2 separate regions of the Mus musculus genome follow, and region 1 is linked to region 2. The links are chromatin contacts, called in public promoter capture Hi-C maps. All regions are on one chromosome and are shown on one strand. Each heading gives the region's core, a stretch centred on a gene start, on an enhancer-like site or on the middle of the called end of the contact. The rest is flanking DNA. Distances are from core to core; before and after follow the strand shown.

The links. Promoter capture Hi-C pulls out the DNA fragments that hold promoters and counts their contacts.
Region 1: a contact with region 2 is called in a promoter capture Hi-C map of liver, with 2.3 times the contacts expected there. The contact joins the promoter of Baiap3 here to the promoter of Cerox1 in region 2. A contact is called at or near these places in 2 of 39 promoter capture datasets (hippocampal neurons and liver), 1 of 115 datasets of contacts at active chromatin or transcription factors (memory CD8 T cells) and 1 of 9 other capture datasets (pancreatic islet).

What each region holds. Positions count from the first base shown.
Region 1 is chr17:25,250,534-25,257,776 of GRCm38.p6, forward strand. Baiap3 (BAI1-associated protein 3) reads right to left here and starts at 5,831. Exons shown (of 34, transcript NM_001163270.1): 1 at 5,628-5,831; 2 at 1,478-1,611; 3 at 1,199-1,286; 4 at 905-985; 5 at 568-675; 6 at 63-122. The coding sequence starts at 1,602.
Region 2 is chr17:25,567,025-25,573,880 of GRCm38.p6, forward strand. Cerox1 (cytoplasmic endogenous regulator of oxidative phosphorylation 1) reads left to right here and starts at 3,787. Exons shown (of 2, transcript NR_045176.1): 1 at 3,787-4,077. It overlaps Sox8 (SRY (sex determining region Y)-box 8), which reads right to left and starts at 3,662. Exons shown (of 3, transcript NM_011447.3): 1 at 3,086-3,662; 2 at 1,804-2,036; 3 at 1-1,057. The coding sequence starts at 3,498. The coding sequence ends at 309.

The sequences.
Region 1 (7,243 bases), core at 4,581-7,080, 310 kb before region 2:
TCCCTGCCACACCAGTACTGTTGCCAGTCAACTAGCACCTGCTTGGGTGGGCATAGCCTCACCTTGGCCTTCTTCACACGCATGATGGCCTCCATGTGTTCCTCAGAACTGGTGCCAAACACCTGTGGGTAGTGGGCAGGTAGACAGGAGCCTGCAGAGAAGCTGTGCTGTCCTGAGAGTCTCAAGGAATGCACAGAGGAGTGAATGATCCCTCTGCCCCAACACCAGGAAGTCCACTGTCTGAGCACTCAGAGGCGTGAGCCAGTGAGGGATAATTCAGAGTACAAGCCAGTGAGAAGGAAACATGTCCTCTGAGTACACCCCGATTCTCTGAGCACCAGGCTGCTCTTCCTAATCATCTCTGAGTTATCCGTCTTGCATCCTCTGCACGTGTCTACATGGCTAGCCAGGTCTCAGTCCACTGTGTATATTCACCAGTGTACAGTGGTGTGTGCATTCTGTGACTCTGTGTGTCAATCAGGTGATGCAACAGTGCCTGTGTAAGCGCTTGCACACCTGTACACACATATCACACCTCAATCCTCCCCCGAGTGGGGCCCTACTCACCTGCTGAAGGTAGCTTAGCAAGACCTCCTCGTCATCTACCTGGTCAGGGCCCATGGTGCCAGCCCGGTGGAGGACTGTGTATAAAGCCTCCTCATAGAGCATCTCCACCTTCAGGAAACAGGCTGTGAGTTCCCAGCCCGAGCACAGCTTCTCAGCCCCTGCTCTGCCCTTGTGTGCATCCAGTCCTCAGCCCCAGGTAGCTCTTCCCACTGTGGACTGGATGCCCAGCCTCTGTACCTCTGATCCTGCTCTCCCAACCGCACTACACACCTGTCCTAGAGAAAGGAGTTACAGTCACTCCCTGAGCTTAGACACACCCCCGCCCTGCCCCCATTACCTCCTCTTGGGTCAGGGTTCTCAGGCCACGATTGGGATCCACAGGCTCAGCAGGGGCTGGGGAACCACTTCGAAGAAGAACCTGTGAGGGTTGGGGTAGCAGGTGAAGATCTCTGATGGCAGGTGAGGCCCCTTAGTCTGCAGCTGCCCCTGACAGCTTAGTCTGCCTCTGGCTGGCTGGACGAATGTGCTCCAGGGAGATGAGAGTTAGAGGTTTCAGTGGGCAGTCAGATGGAGCTAGGACAGTACCCTGTGCTGAGTAGCTCTCTAGGCCCTTCACAAATGGATTCCTTACCTCAGGACATGGCAGGCCCTGTCTGCCATCCCCCTTTTTCAGGATGAGGCGCATGTGGGCAAAGAACTCCACACCATCCCCAGGTTTCCTGGAAGAAAGCTTGGCTCAGAACACCATTCCACGGAGAGAGTGGATCAAGGGGAAAACCCTCGTGATCTTGGCCTTGAGTTCAGATCCCTTCCCACCCAACTGAATTGGCAGTGAACAGCAAGTGTACAGGCCAGCTAGGGAAAGGAGGCCAGGTCTACATGCCCTGCAGGGTTGGCCCTAGGTACCCACCAGGCCCCTGTGGGGGGCTCCTGTGAGTTTGTGACCTCAGGTTCCTGCTCTGTCTTGCGGCGGAAGGACGGGCACACCTGCACCTGCCTGAGCACGCTGCTCTTGATGTCCAGCAAGGTTGACATGGCAGCCACCTGTAGCGAGTACATTAGTTGATCAACTGTTCTATCACAGCACAGGCTAGCAGAGGGTAGATCAAGGCTCAGGGGCCTGCTACCATCCTGCATTCTGCTAGGTCCCTGAAGGGGGGGCTTTGCGAACTCTGCTGCCACACTGGATAAGTGACCTAATAGCCTTTTGTGCCCCCTGTAGAATGGCTTTGGGAGACAGTGGCAGACACCCTCAGGGGTGGAAGGAGAAGTGCCAGAATTGGTCTCTGTGTCAAAGTACTTCTGGGATCTCAGTAGAGACAGATATGTTCTGCTCCCACATCCAAGGCTGGTACCTGTATTGTGCCCCGATCACCCTAAAAAGTATGACAGAATGTAGCTGTTTCATGTCTCCTCACCCAGGCCTTCTCTGCAGGAGGCCAAAAAGCAAGGTAGAGCACTTGTCTATGGCTTGGCCCTTACACCCATAAGCCCAGGGTAGGGTTGGCAGCTGTCACTGAGCCCAAGATGCCCATGAGCTACTCTGGGGTCCTTACATACATCCAATAAAACACAAGGGGCCAGTACCCCCCAGAGTAGATTTTGTACCCTGCAGTCAGTAGAAAGGAAAAGAGAATGAAATCCTCCGTGTGTCTCATCTGGGGATGGCTGGAAGTGCTCAGCTGTATCCTAAGCTCCTTGTCACCTAGCACATCAAATCAGCTGCCTGCCTGTTGCTGTGGCAACCAAGCCATTCTGCTGCAGCCTGCCAGAGCAGCCTGGTTTTCATCTCTAGGAGAGTGGTCTTGCAACTGCAAATGGCGTCTAAGCCCAGGCTGACCCTGTGGCCCCCACTCAGCCATTCTATCCTAAAGTTGAGGTTTGCCGATGGAAAGGTATGGTCTGAACTTATCTGTCTATAACCCTGGTAGGTAGCTGGCACTCCAAGGGACCACAGTGGCAGTTCTAAGACTGAATACCAGAAGGACACCCCTCCATTTGGAGCAGCAGGCCTAGGATCACCTGAGAATTCTTGCTTCTCTTATGTTTGATGAATTTCCAGATCCTACCTACATCGAGGAGGAAGAGCTGCGGCATCCACGTCCACATAACCTTCCGCTCAGTTTTACCCTGCAGACCCCAAGTTTAAGACTAGTACAGTATCTAAGATACCATGACCTATTGAGTGCCCTGTTTTTAAAACACCACCCTGCCACCCCCCCCCCACCCTGGGTCACACAACCACTTCTGGGTCTGGGCCTTCCCCACACTACCCCAGGTCGGTCCTCTCTCTACTGAGGAAAACAATCCCACACCACAGAGCACCTACTCCTTGGGCTCCCTGTCTTGTTGGCTCATTAATAAGAGACCCGTGCCTGCCATCCACTACAGGACATTGGTACCCGTCTACCCAGTTGCAAGGGGAGACTGTCATTTCCATGGCGTAAGACAGGAAATGGATTCCGAGGCAGGTTCTGCTCCTGGCCCAGGGTCTCCGGCAGTCAGAGGATGCAGCTTCTTTCTGCTAGGGAGCCTTCTGTGGCAAGAAGCCCTTTCTTCACCCTCCCTCCATTTCCACTATCCCCACTGGCTCAGCAGTCCTCCGCTGTGCTGCATCCTGACCCCTTTGCTCCTGCGAGTTCCTATCTGATGAGCCCCCACAGCTGCAGAGGTGATGGAGGCCAGGTGGCTCTGCACGCTGAGGAGAAGCCCCACAAACCTCTCAAATGTGGGGACCCAGTAAGCTTTTGCCACACATAGCCAGCCTGTCCTGAGGTCCCAGGTGTCACAAGCCCAGCTCCCCCCAACTAAAAGGAGAGCTGCTCCCCCTTGCGCTCCCCCTGCGCCCCAAGCCAGGAAAGCAGCCGCTTCTTGAGCTGTTGCCAAGGCAACCACCAGCCGCATCTATGTGTGACGGGGCCATGGGGGCTTGCAGTCCTAGAGAAAAATGTGACGCAGAAGCAAAGTAAGCTGACAGCGCTGGAGCGAAGGTGGCGTGCACCCCACTGCCCTGCCTCAAACAAGGAGACAGGTGTGGGCTTGGGAGCATGCCCAGGGTCACCACCGGCAGGTGGTAGCCTGAGATTTAAGGCTCTGCTGTGCAAACATTATTATATTTTCCTGGGATGCCCTGCGCTTGGGTTCAGCTCTACCCCCCTACCCCGAGTCTGTTGCTAGGTTGAGGCTAACAGCAGGATATCAGAGCCAGTCTCTGTGAGAGATGGTTCATCTGGGTGCTCAGAAACAGCTCTGGTCCCCTTGGAAACCCTGGGCTGCTTCAGCAGCTGTTAGTTTTTCTCTGACCCAACAGCTTAGACCCCAAGAGATGTCGGTCATAGAGGCCTCTGACCGGGGCCAGCCAGGTGAACCCCATCATTCACCTCCGCCTTCGAAAGCCTGTGGGCTTGACGACTGCCTGCGGATTTCTGGAAACCTCGGCCTGTAGGGGATAGCAGTGAGCTATGGGCAAAGATACCCCCAAGAGCCCACTTTGCACCCCAGTCTCTCTGGTAGGAACAGCTCAGACGCTGTCCTGTATTTCACTGTCCCTCCTAGGCTCGGATAGTGCAGCCAGATGTGCCCATAGGCCTGCTCAGTCACCCAGTAGGGTCAGAGTCATAGCTCCCAGCTGCCCACTAAGCAAAGGAATTATCCGCCAGGAAGCTCTTGCCATATGAACGGGAGGGAGCCTGTCCAAAGCTAGGGTCACTTCATTCTCAGTCCAAGATGCCGGCAAGCTGTACAGAGGCAGGGTTTAACCTAGGACTCTCACCAAGCTGTCACCTACCAGACAGCCCTTTAAAGGTCTTGTGGGGCAGTGAGGCAGAGAATTTAAGGGCAAAGGGCTGGAGGGGTCTCTCTGGGCTTCCAGTCCACAGCAAACACAAGGGTGCTGAGTGGGGTAGTGCCTATGGACCTCTCCACGGCCGGCCTCAGTAGCTCAGCCTCCAGTCCTCAGGTGGTCTACCTGTTACACATTCTGTTTGCAAGCTCATCCCTCCCTGAGTCACAGGGAGTGTAGGGGTGTGTAGGGGGAGATCTGCACTGTGCTCTCTGTGGATGGATGCTCTCCAGGCCTACAGATGGAGACTGGTTCACTCTACCCTGGAGTCTTACCTGCTACTTACCTGTCTCTGTTGAGTTAGTTGCTCCTGATCGGCTGTTTTTGATGATAGGGGCGGGGGAGGCTGTGGTTACCCTCCCCTGTTCTATTGAGGTTACCTTCTTCTCCTTGAAGGCAGGAGGTCTGAAGGGAGTTTGGTCTTGGTCTTGCTTTCTTTCTGTTTCTATTTCTGTCTCTCTCTGATTCTGTCTCTCTGTCTCTGTCTCTGTCTCTACCTCTGTGCCTCTCTCTCTCTCTCTCTCTCTCACACACACACACACACACACACACACACACACACACACACACACACAGTCAGACCCCAGGCAAATGGTGGGACCCGAATTCCTGGGTAACTAGGGAGGAAAAAGGCTTACCCTGGCAGGGATTTTGGGTTACTGAGGGCAAAGGTCTCATGAGGGGAGTCGGAAAGTGGTAGGGACACGGGCGCTGGGGCCTTGAGGGGATTCAACCTGTTCAGAGAAGCCCCGTAGGGCGTCTCCGAGGTCCCCAGCTCCGCTTCAGTCAGGGGCCTCTATTGGGAAAAAGGGTTACAGTCAGGTGGCTCAGCAGCGGCGGCCGTGGGAACCGAGGTTGAAGGTGTGCACTCTCTGGCTCTGGAGGTCTCACCCTTCAACCCTCCCGGGGAATTCTGCAGTGTGGACCTCCAGTAGCCCTTTACTTAGCTCAGAGCCTAGGACGCCGGCCGTGCGACCCCGCCCCTCTCTCTGAGCACGCGCGGCCTCAGTTTCCCCAGGACCTCAGTTTCCCATTGCCTCTGACGCCAGCAATTCCCGTGCTCCACCCGGAGCGTAGTGCAGAAGCCAGGGGTGGGGGTGGGGCTAAGCCCGAGGGGGCGGTCGCGTCCGTCCGTCCGTCCGTCTGTCTGTCTGTGATAAAAAGCAGGTTAAGCCTCGACGGCAGTCTGACGACATTGGGCAGGAGTTACAGCACTCACCGTGGACAGGGCTTCGGGGGCCACAGGGTCGGGGGGGTCCCTGCTGGCGCTGGCGTTGCTGTCGCACTAGCTGGGGACACCGAGGCACAGCGACCGCTAGCAGCCGCGCGCGCTGGAGACTGAGCACTGCAGAGCGGGCGCCGCGGGCGGGGGGCGCGGGCGGGCGGAGGCGGGGCCTGGCCTGGTTTGCTGGTCAGAGGTTCCAGCCCTGCCCACCCCTACCCTGCGCGTTTGGGGTCGGCAGGGGGTCTCTACCAGCACGGTAGTGGCCAGAGAGACCCTGCTCTGGGCACAGGGCTCAGTAACCTACAGGTGGGTGCAGGGACAGGTTGTGTTAGCTGTCCCCCCACCCCCCTTCTCCTGCCCCGAGGGAGGAGGCTGTCACGGGGTCTCCTTCCCAGGGCCGCAGGGAAGCTACAGTCGCCCAAAAGAAACAGTCGCCCAAAGGAAACACGAAGTGCCTGGTGTTTCTTGAAGTGCTGTACAGCCATATCCAAAGTCAACCCTCTCACAAAAGCTCTGCTGCTCAGTACTACCCGGAGCTGCTCTCTTCCAGGGAAGTCAGCTCTGGTATTAACCTGGGACATCTCGTGATGTCACTGCTATCTGTGAATGTGTGCAGAAGACACACATTAAGCCACATCCTGCTGTTCCCAGCCCACTTCTCCTAAGGCCCCCTCCACCACTTGAGGTCACCTGGAGACTTGTTAAATGAGTTGCCTGTCCAGTTCCTAAAAGTGCGAGCTCTGAAGCTGGGGCAGAGGAAATACCTGACAGGGTTCTTTGTGTGGGTTCTCAGCACCCACTGGGAGTTGTTCTTGGCTGTTCCAGGGCTCAGTAGGCCCCTGAAGACTGACACAAACTTCGGTGGGAAACCACTGGTGGCCATGTTGCTTCTAAGTAGTTCCACTTTGGAGTTTATACCAAAAGTCTCATTCTTTTGTTTGTTTGGTTTGGTTTGATTTTTCGTTTCTCTGTGTAGCCCTGGCTGTCCTGAAATTCACTCTGTAGACCAGGCTGGCCTTGAACTCAAGAGTTTCCCACTACTGACCGGTTTAAAGGTCTCATTCTTATGGGAAGGACTCCAACCAGTGTGAGGGTCAGGAAAGCAGGCCTGAAAATTCTCCACTTCAGACTGTAGCAAATGACATCTCTGCTGAGGCGACAGACTTTCCAGAGTGCTGGGCGGGGGGCCTTTGTTCCTCATTACTGGGATTTGGAGAGGAAACATCTGAGGGACAACAGTCAGGCCATAGTCCTTCATTCCAGGGGACATACAGGTGAGGTCACCTGTCTGTATCCCAATTCACATCTCTGTCAGTCCCTCCATCCATCACTGAAGACAGGCACCAGAACAGAATATTGTCCTGCAGAATGCTCCGTTCTCAGTCAACCTCTGGCTTGGCACAGTCCGGCCAGGCAAAAGTGATAAAAGTCAAACCCACTGTCAGGACCAGGATATCAGATGAGCAAGGGAAGGTCCTGGACTCTATGCCCCACACTGTCCTGCTATAGGGGATAGGGGTTGGAGTGGGATAGCCAACTCCTCTCCCAGAGTCTGGAGTTGATGCACCCATAGTATACTCTTGTGTCATGTTTTGCCAACCTGTTGGAAC
Region 2 (6,856 bases), core at 2,537-5,036:
TATCTTCTTATCTACTGAGATGCAAAACTCGGGAGCTGGTGTACACTTATCCAAACCGGAGAGCAACGGAATGCCTGTTTTGGAAACCACCAGTCACCTCAGAGAAAGAAGAGGGGGAAAAGAGAGCTCTGTCCCCTGGCAGAAGTTTGGATATCCAGAAGCAAAGGGACACAGGATGACAAAGCCTGGCTTCCTGCACATTCAGCAGGCACTTGACGGAGTAAGGCCGTGCTGGCTGCCTCCAACCTCTACCGAGTACACTCCGGAAGAACTCAAAGATCTGGCTAGACTTCCTGGATGCAGCAGCCTCAGGGTCGGGTCAGGGTGGTGTACACAGGCTGGTCCCAGTTGCTGCTGGGGCTGTGTGCGGGTGGCATAGAGAGCCCATTGAGCAGTGGCGAGGCATAGGGCCGACGGGATGAATGGAAGTAAGGGTATTGGTAGAGGCTGGGAGGGTAGCCAGGGTAGGGGCTGTAGTAGTTGGAAGCCTGCAGGTCAGTGTAATCACACTGTGCGCTGGCGAAGGAGCTGGCAGCCGTGGCAGAGGCAGCTGTGGTGACGCTGGCCTGGGCACTGTAAGAGCCATAGTCAGCACGGCCAGGTGAGCCATGTGACTGGTCGTTGTAGTGGCTAGGACTCAGCTGCTCCGTCTTGATCTGTGGCCGAAGGGGTCCTGCCTCTGTGGGCGAAGCTGAAGCCGAGGGAGCTCCCTTGTGGGCCCACACAGGGGATGCCCCTATGCCGGTTGCCCCGGAGTGCGAGTAGGAAGCGCCTCCATAGGAGCCAGAGGCAGTGGCCTGGCTGGGCTCTGTGGGCAGGGCTGAGTGGCCATTGAGGGGCAAGTACTGGTCAAATTCATGGACATCGAAGGTATCCATGTTACTGATAACCTCGCTGCTGAGCTCGGAGATGTCCACATTGCTGAAGTCGATGTTCTGGCGCCCGCTGTCCACTAGGCGGCGCCCTTCCAGCCTTAGCTCTTGCTTGCTTCCATTGCTCGCCTGGTGCAGGTCCGTCTTGGGGGTAGTGGGTGGGGTGGGTGGCCCATGGGTCTGGCCTGAGGAAGAAAGTATATTGCAAGGATGAATGCTCCTTCTGTGGGACCAGGGTGGAGCTGGTGGGTGACACCAGGAACCCTGGTAACTGCCACAGGTACAAATCAACGGCTTTTTGTTTCCTTACCTTCCCAGAAATTCCTGCAAACTCAGACCTAGCCCTCACTTACTGGCTGAGAAAATTCCGTTTGGCACTGTGCTGTGGGAAGACCCAAGGCTCCTCCCTGAAGACCTGGGTGGGGGGATGGAAGGTGGCCAGCCGGCCCCACCAGAACTAGCATTAATGGGGCACTTTTGGAATGCTTGGCCCTGGGCACTGGACCAAGGCGAACCCACACAACCCCGTTCTTTCCCCACCACAGCCCAGTAAACGGAAGCTCACAGCCGGCCTGCCTCCAGCTTCACTTCGGCTGCTTAGCTGCTGGGACCCCACCCACCAGCCTGATTCTGAGGCTGGGGCTATTGACCCACGCTGTTGTTACTGTAGAGTGGAGGCAGATTGTGAGTAAGTCCCGGTGACGGTAGACATCTCCAGAGTGCTAGATGGAGCTAGGCAGCTCCCTCCTTTTGTACATAAGAAATAGCTACATCCAGAGGTTTTTTTTTTTTTTTTTTTTTTTTTTTTTTTACAAGGGATCGGGGAAGACCCAGCCCTCCTCAGACTGCCAACCATGGAGGGAAGACCTACCCACACTCCAGATCAGTCCTGCTATTGCCCGTCCCCCATGCTAAGGGTCCTGGAGCCCACCTGTGTGGTGGTCACTGTGATGGTGTGCCTCGCCGAGCACTGCATCAGCTTTGTACATGGGACCACCAGGGTGGTGGCCCAGTTCAGTACCAGAGTCTGAGTCGCTCCGGCCAGTCTTCACACTCTTCCTTCGCCTTGGCTGGTATTTGTAATCTGGGTGGTCTTTCTTGTGCTGCACACGGAGCCTCTCGGCCTCCTCCACAAACGGCCTCTTCTCGCTTTCACTCAGCAAGCTACAGAAAACACAGTAGAGCGAGGATGCCCACGGAGCTCCAGACTTGCCAAGGACCTAGGCAGCGCCAGCAAACACTGCTGCCTGCAGTCAGACAGTTGGAGCACAGGATAGGGTGCTGGAGAGCTCAGGATACCCTCCAAGGGGTAACCTGCCCTCCTGCTGAGAACTCCGACACCAGTGGGGCAGAGCCCAACAGTGTGGTCTAAGGACCAAGACCCCAATTCTCCATCTTTCCCGAAGTCCCCCTTTCCAGCACTATTTGCTCATCCAGTCACCCACCACTGCTACCACCGCCGCCGCTACCACCACCACCACCAATCTCTCTCAAGAAAGACAACAGGACCCAGTGAAAACTATACTTCGACAAAGGCAAGGAAGGCTTTCTGGAAACCAGCCATCCCAAGTTGCCAGGAGTGATGGAGAAACTCCGGGAGATTGTCCTCAGAGCACACACACACACACCCTGAGAATCTCTCGACCTTGAACCTCAACTTGCCGGCCAAGCTGAGAGGGCAAGACAACCTGGCTGTCCTGCTCAGCCCAGTATCACTACTACACACTGTTTCAAACTCGAATAGAGGCAGCTTGGGAGGTGGGACTGTGCAGCTGTCTTCAATAATGCCTGCCTTTCTCAGGCCAAAGTGCTCATTGAGCCTGTCACTTTCACCTGCTCTTTCCTTCCCCAATTCCAGGTTCCTGTGGCCTGGGAGCAGTACCTGCCAGAGGACTTGGACTCCTCATGGACCCCGGAGTCCCAGCTTCTGCCCAGGACAAAGCAGCTTGATGCCTACCCAATATGCCTACAGGCCGTGGTGGCCACTCGATGCTAGGATCCCCAGTTCTGCAGTTCTCAGCAGGATATCCCAGGAGAGGAGAAAGGACTGGAGGGTCACACTCCAGGCACTGGCCTCCGTCCATCTCCAAAGTCCCACACCTGGTGTCTCTGTTGACCAGACCCACCCTGGAACCAGCCCAGGAGCACAGCCCAAGCTGGGGCACGAAGTCACTCCTTTCCTCAGCCTGAGTGTCAAGAGTCCCCACACTCACCGCCACAGCTTGCCTAGGGTCTTGCTGAGCTCTGCGTTATGGAGATGCGGGTACTGGTCCGCCAGCTTGCGGCGCGCCGCCTGTGCCCACACCATGAAGGCATTCATGGGCCGCTTCACGTGTGGCTTGGCCTTGAGCGTGCCGCCACCGCCGCCGCGCACAGGCATAGGCACCAGACTCCAGTCATAACCCTTAAGCACCTGCGACACGGCATCACGGATGCAGGCTGGGAAGCGTTCGTCTGCTGCCTCAGCAGTATCCCCTCGGCCGCCGCCCCCCGCGCGGCCCAGGCCCTCTGATCCCGCGGGCGACGGTGGCGCGTCGGAGTCCGAATCCTCCACGTGTGACATGGAGCTAGCGGTGCCAGACGGGCTGCAGGGAGGCTGGGCGCGGGCCTCACTCATGTCCAGCATCGGGGCCACGCGCGGAGGGGCACTCAGTGGGGATGGACGCAGGGGTCGCGCCCGGTCACTCTGTGGAAGGACACTCTAGAATCCAAGGTTGCCACGCAGGACCCAATCTTTGTCCTCACCGCAGGGGCCCAGCAGCAGCTCCTCCGCCGCAGTAGCTCAGTCTCAGTTCTGGGACCCGCAACAAGTTTCTTTAAGCCGTGGTCGAAACCCCGCCCCTCCCGGTCCGGGTTGGCAGGTCCTCCCCAGGCGGAGCTTGTATGCCCCGCCCCGAATCCAAAGAAGCCTTGCGACCCCGCTCCACCCTCCGTACCACGTGGGCCAGGCGCCCCGCAGCCTGATCCCTCGGCTGAGGCGGGGTCAGAGGGCTAAGGGTGACTGACTGCCCAGTGCATGGATCTCAGCAGCACGGCTTGACTTTCGGGCGGCAGGCAAGGATGCTAATCCACAAGGTTCCTGAGTCCAACATCCCTCCCTCCAATGTGGGGCTCGAATCCGCTATTGCAACCAAACCCGGGTTCTGCCCGCAGGGTGGCGCAATGACAAGAGCCACCAGGTGACCCTGGTAACTCCCGCACCTAGGTGAGCTGGAGGACCCCGGGGCTAGACAGAGGTGGGAGGGCGGGGGCGCTGGGCGGGGCTGCTCTGGCAGTGACTGCTGAGTCCCTGAGGGCGGTCAGGCGGATGGAGGGGCCGGACGCGGGGGCTCGGGTCCTTCCGGGTATGACCTGTGGTGGGGGCGCGGAGGCCCTGGCGGGCGGGCCTGGGTGGTCTGGCGGAGGCGGAAACCACGCTGGGCCGCTTCTCCTCAGCGCCTAGAGAGAAGGCGGAGAGTGCTCAGGGTCGGAGAGGGGACGTTTCTCCCGAGGCGAGAGCCAAGCCTGACTCCGAACCGCGCCCGAGGTCGCCCCCGCGACTTGCCTCCCAGCCCGGAGGTCTCCAAGTGCAGCTAGGAGTCTCTCGCCAAACTCAAAGGAGGCGATGTACCTGCCACCCTAAGCTTGTCTGGGTGGCATAGAGCTGTGGCTCTCGAGAGCTCGGTAACCCTAAAGGAAGCCACCTGTTTCCCAAGCCCGTGGAGGCGGCTGCAGGGAAGAACTGTGGTCTCTAATAATCTCCATCTCCACCCAAGCCGTGAGTGGTGCCCTAACCTTCAGGTCTGGGATCCCAGCCTCCAATCAGACTTTCCCTGCAGACCTGGAAAAGGCCAGTCCTGTGCAGTGTGGCCTTAGGGCATCTACAGCTCTGGACAGAGGGAGAAGGTCCAAGTCCCTGCTTCCTGCTGAGGGGACGGCTAAGGAAGAGAAACTACCTTAATGGTGACCTTATTCTATTCTAGTTCTCTCTCTCTCTCTCTCTCTCTCTCTCTCTCTCTCTCTCTCTCTCTCTCCTCTCTGTCTCCCTCCCTCTTCCCTCTCTGTCTGTCTCTCTCTCTCTCTCTCACTGTGTGTGTGTGTGTGTGTGTGTGTGTGTGTGTGTGTTGTGTCGATGGAGAGCTAGCTGCCATTGCCTGCTGAACTCTCTCCATATTTTAACCATTACCTGCCAAGAAAGGCCCTTCCCTGCACATCTGCAGTGGCAATCCTTTCCCTTGGGGATCCCTCCACTCAGGGTCCCACCTCTTGGAAAGAAGCTGTCTTAGAGGCATAAAGAACCCTGCTAGCTAGTGCACCATCCATCCCAGCAAAAGAAGGCTTAGCGGCAGAGTTGAGAACGGAGACCAGGCCTACATCCTCTCAGGACCTGACCCCTAAGGTCTCAGGTCCCAACCCTCTGAGCCTCCATGGACCCATGCTGTCAGACCAGCAGGCCTTAACAGAGACCTCCACGTTTCTAAGAAAGCACAAACCTGAGTTTGTATTGGGCATTCCAGGTTCTCTGGGCAGCTCTTCCTGGTCCTCACCCATTGTGGATATACTCACGTCTGATCCCCAGACTGCTCGGACGATGGAAGAAAGGAGGTGGCTCTACCTACAGTTTGTATCTTCCTGTCACTTGGGCTGTTGTGACCCCCTCCCCACCCAGCACCCCCGGACAGGGCCCTGGCGGACCCTGGTGTAGTCAGCCCTTGTTATACAGGTATAGACCACTATGGGTTGTCAGGAGCTCATCCAGCTCCGCTCTGTACAAGCACTGACACGCAAGGGGTGCCCTGAGCTCTTCCAGGCTCTGTGCTCAGAATTGAGCCCAGTACAATCTGTGGGCACACAGTTAGTGCTCCAAGCCCATGCCAGGCTCATTGTTGGATCATCTTAAAAGACCAGTACACCCTCCAGGTCTTTAGACTCCTTTCAAGCCAATTGGTTCACATCCTCAGCCACCAGAGAGACCCTGAGCTGTAGCTGCTAGAAAGAACGTTATTCAGGGTGGGCTCATATCTTCTCTAGGACTGATCAAATACAGCATCATGTCAGGGCCTCCTAGGACCAAATCATCAGGACACTGCTTCATGGTCTCAGACCTGGAGTTCCTAGTATTGAGGGCAGGGAAAGAGCTAGTCCTTTCTCAAGATGCACCCAGTAGGGTAGGAGACTTTTAGAAGGATGTGATGGTTTAGCTGTGATCTGAAGCCTGCTGCTACTATAAAAGGAGAAAACAATAGTCCCTGTAGGCAGCATCATATGCAAAAGGCCCTGAAGTCCCGGACAGCGCAGGGTATTTAATAACACAGGAATCTACAGATCTTTAAAAACGTGAGTGGAAGCTATTGAAACTGCCTCTCTGTTTTACCTTGTGGGACATCGGACCTTGTCCAGGTGTGGACCAGTTCCTCCTTCTCTCTCTTTTTTCTTCCTGCCCCCACCTGCCTCCTTGGCTGCTGCTAGTTTTACCCAGGTCTAAATGACTTTTCCCTACGCCTGGGCTTCCCCATCGTCACGTGGGCTTTGCAGTTCTAGAGTGAAGATATCATTGCCTGAACTCTGTTCAGGTGCCCATTCCTGGACCAGTCTTGGAGCCTGGGAAAAGTAATGGAGTGGGCCTGTGAACCTGAGGTTGGCTTGTGTGCCCTCAGCCTTGGCCTGCTTCTCCCTCTTCCCCTGCATCCAGAGCTGTATGTCAGGCAGTTGGCAGGGCATCCCTGCATAGCCGTGGAGATTTTTAATTGCGGGCCTAAAAGAGACAAATGTGGAGGTGGTGAAGGGTGAACTCAGAGCAGAGCTCCTGTAGACTGCTGCCCTGACCACTGGGTTCCAAGAGGCCATGGGTCCTCCTAGGGATTGGACAGTTGGCGCTTTTAAAGTCTACTTGTCAATCCCAGAAGGCTGGCCTCCCAGTAACATGCTTGGGGCATTGGGCCAAGCACACTGCCTCCCACCCCCGTGGTAATCTGGAGGTCTCAGGGATACTGTTAGAATTGTCT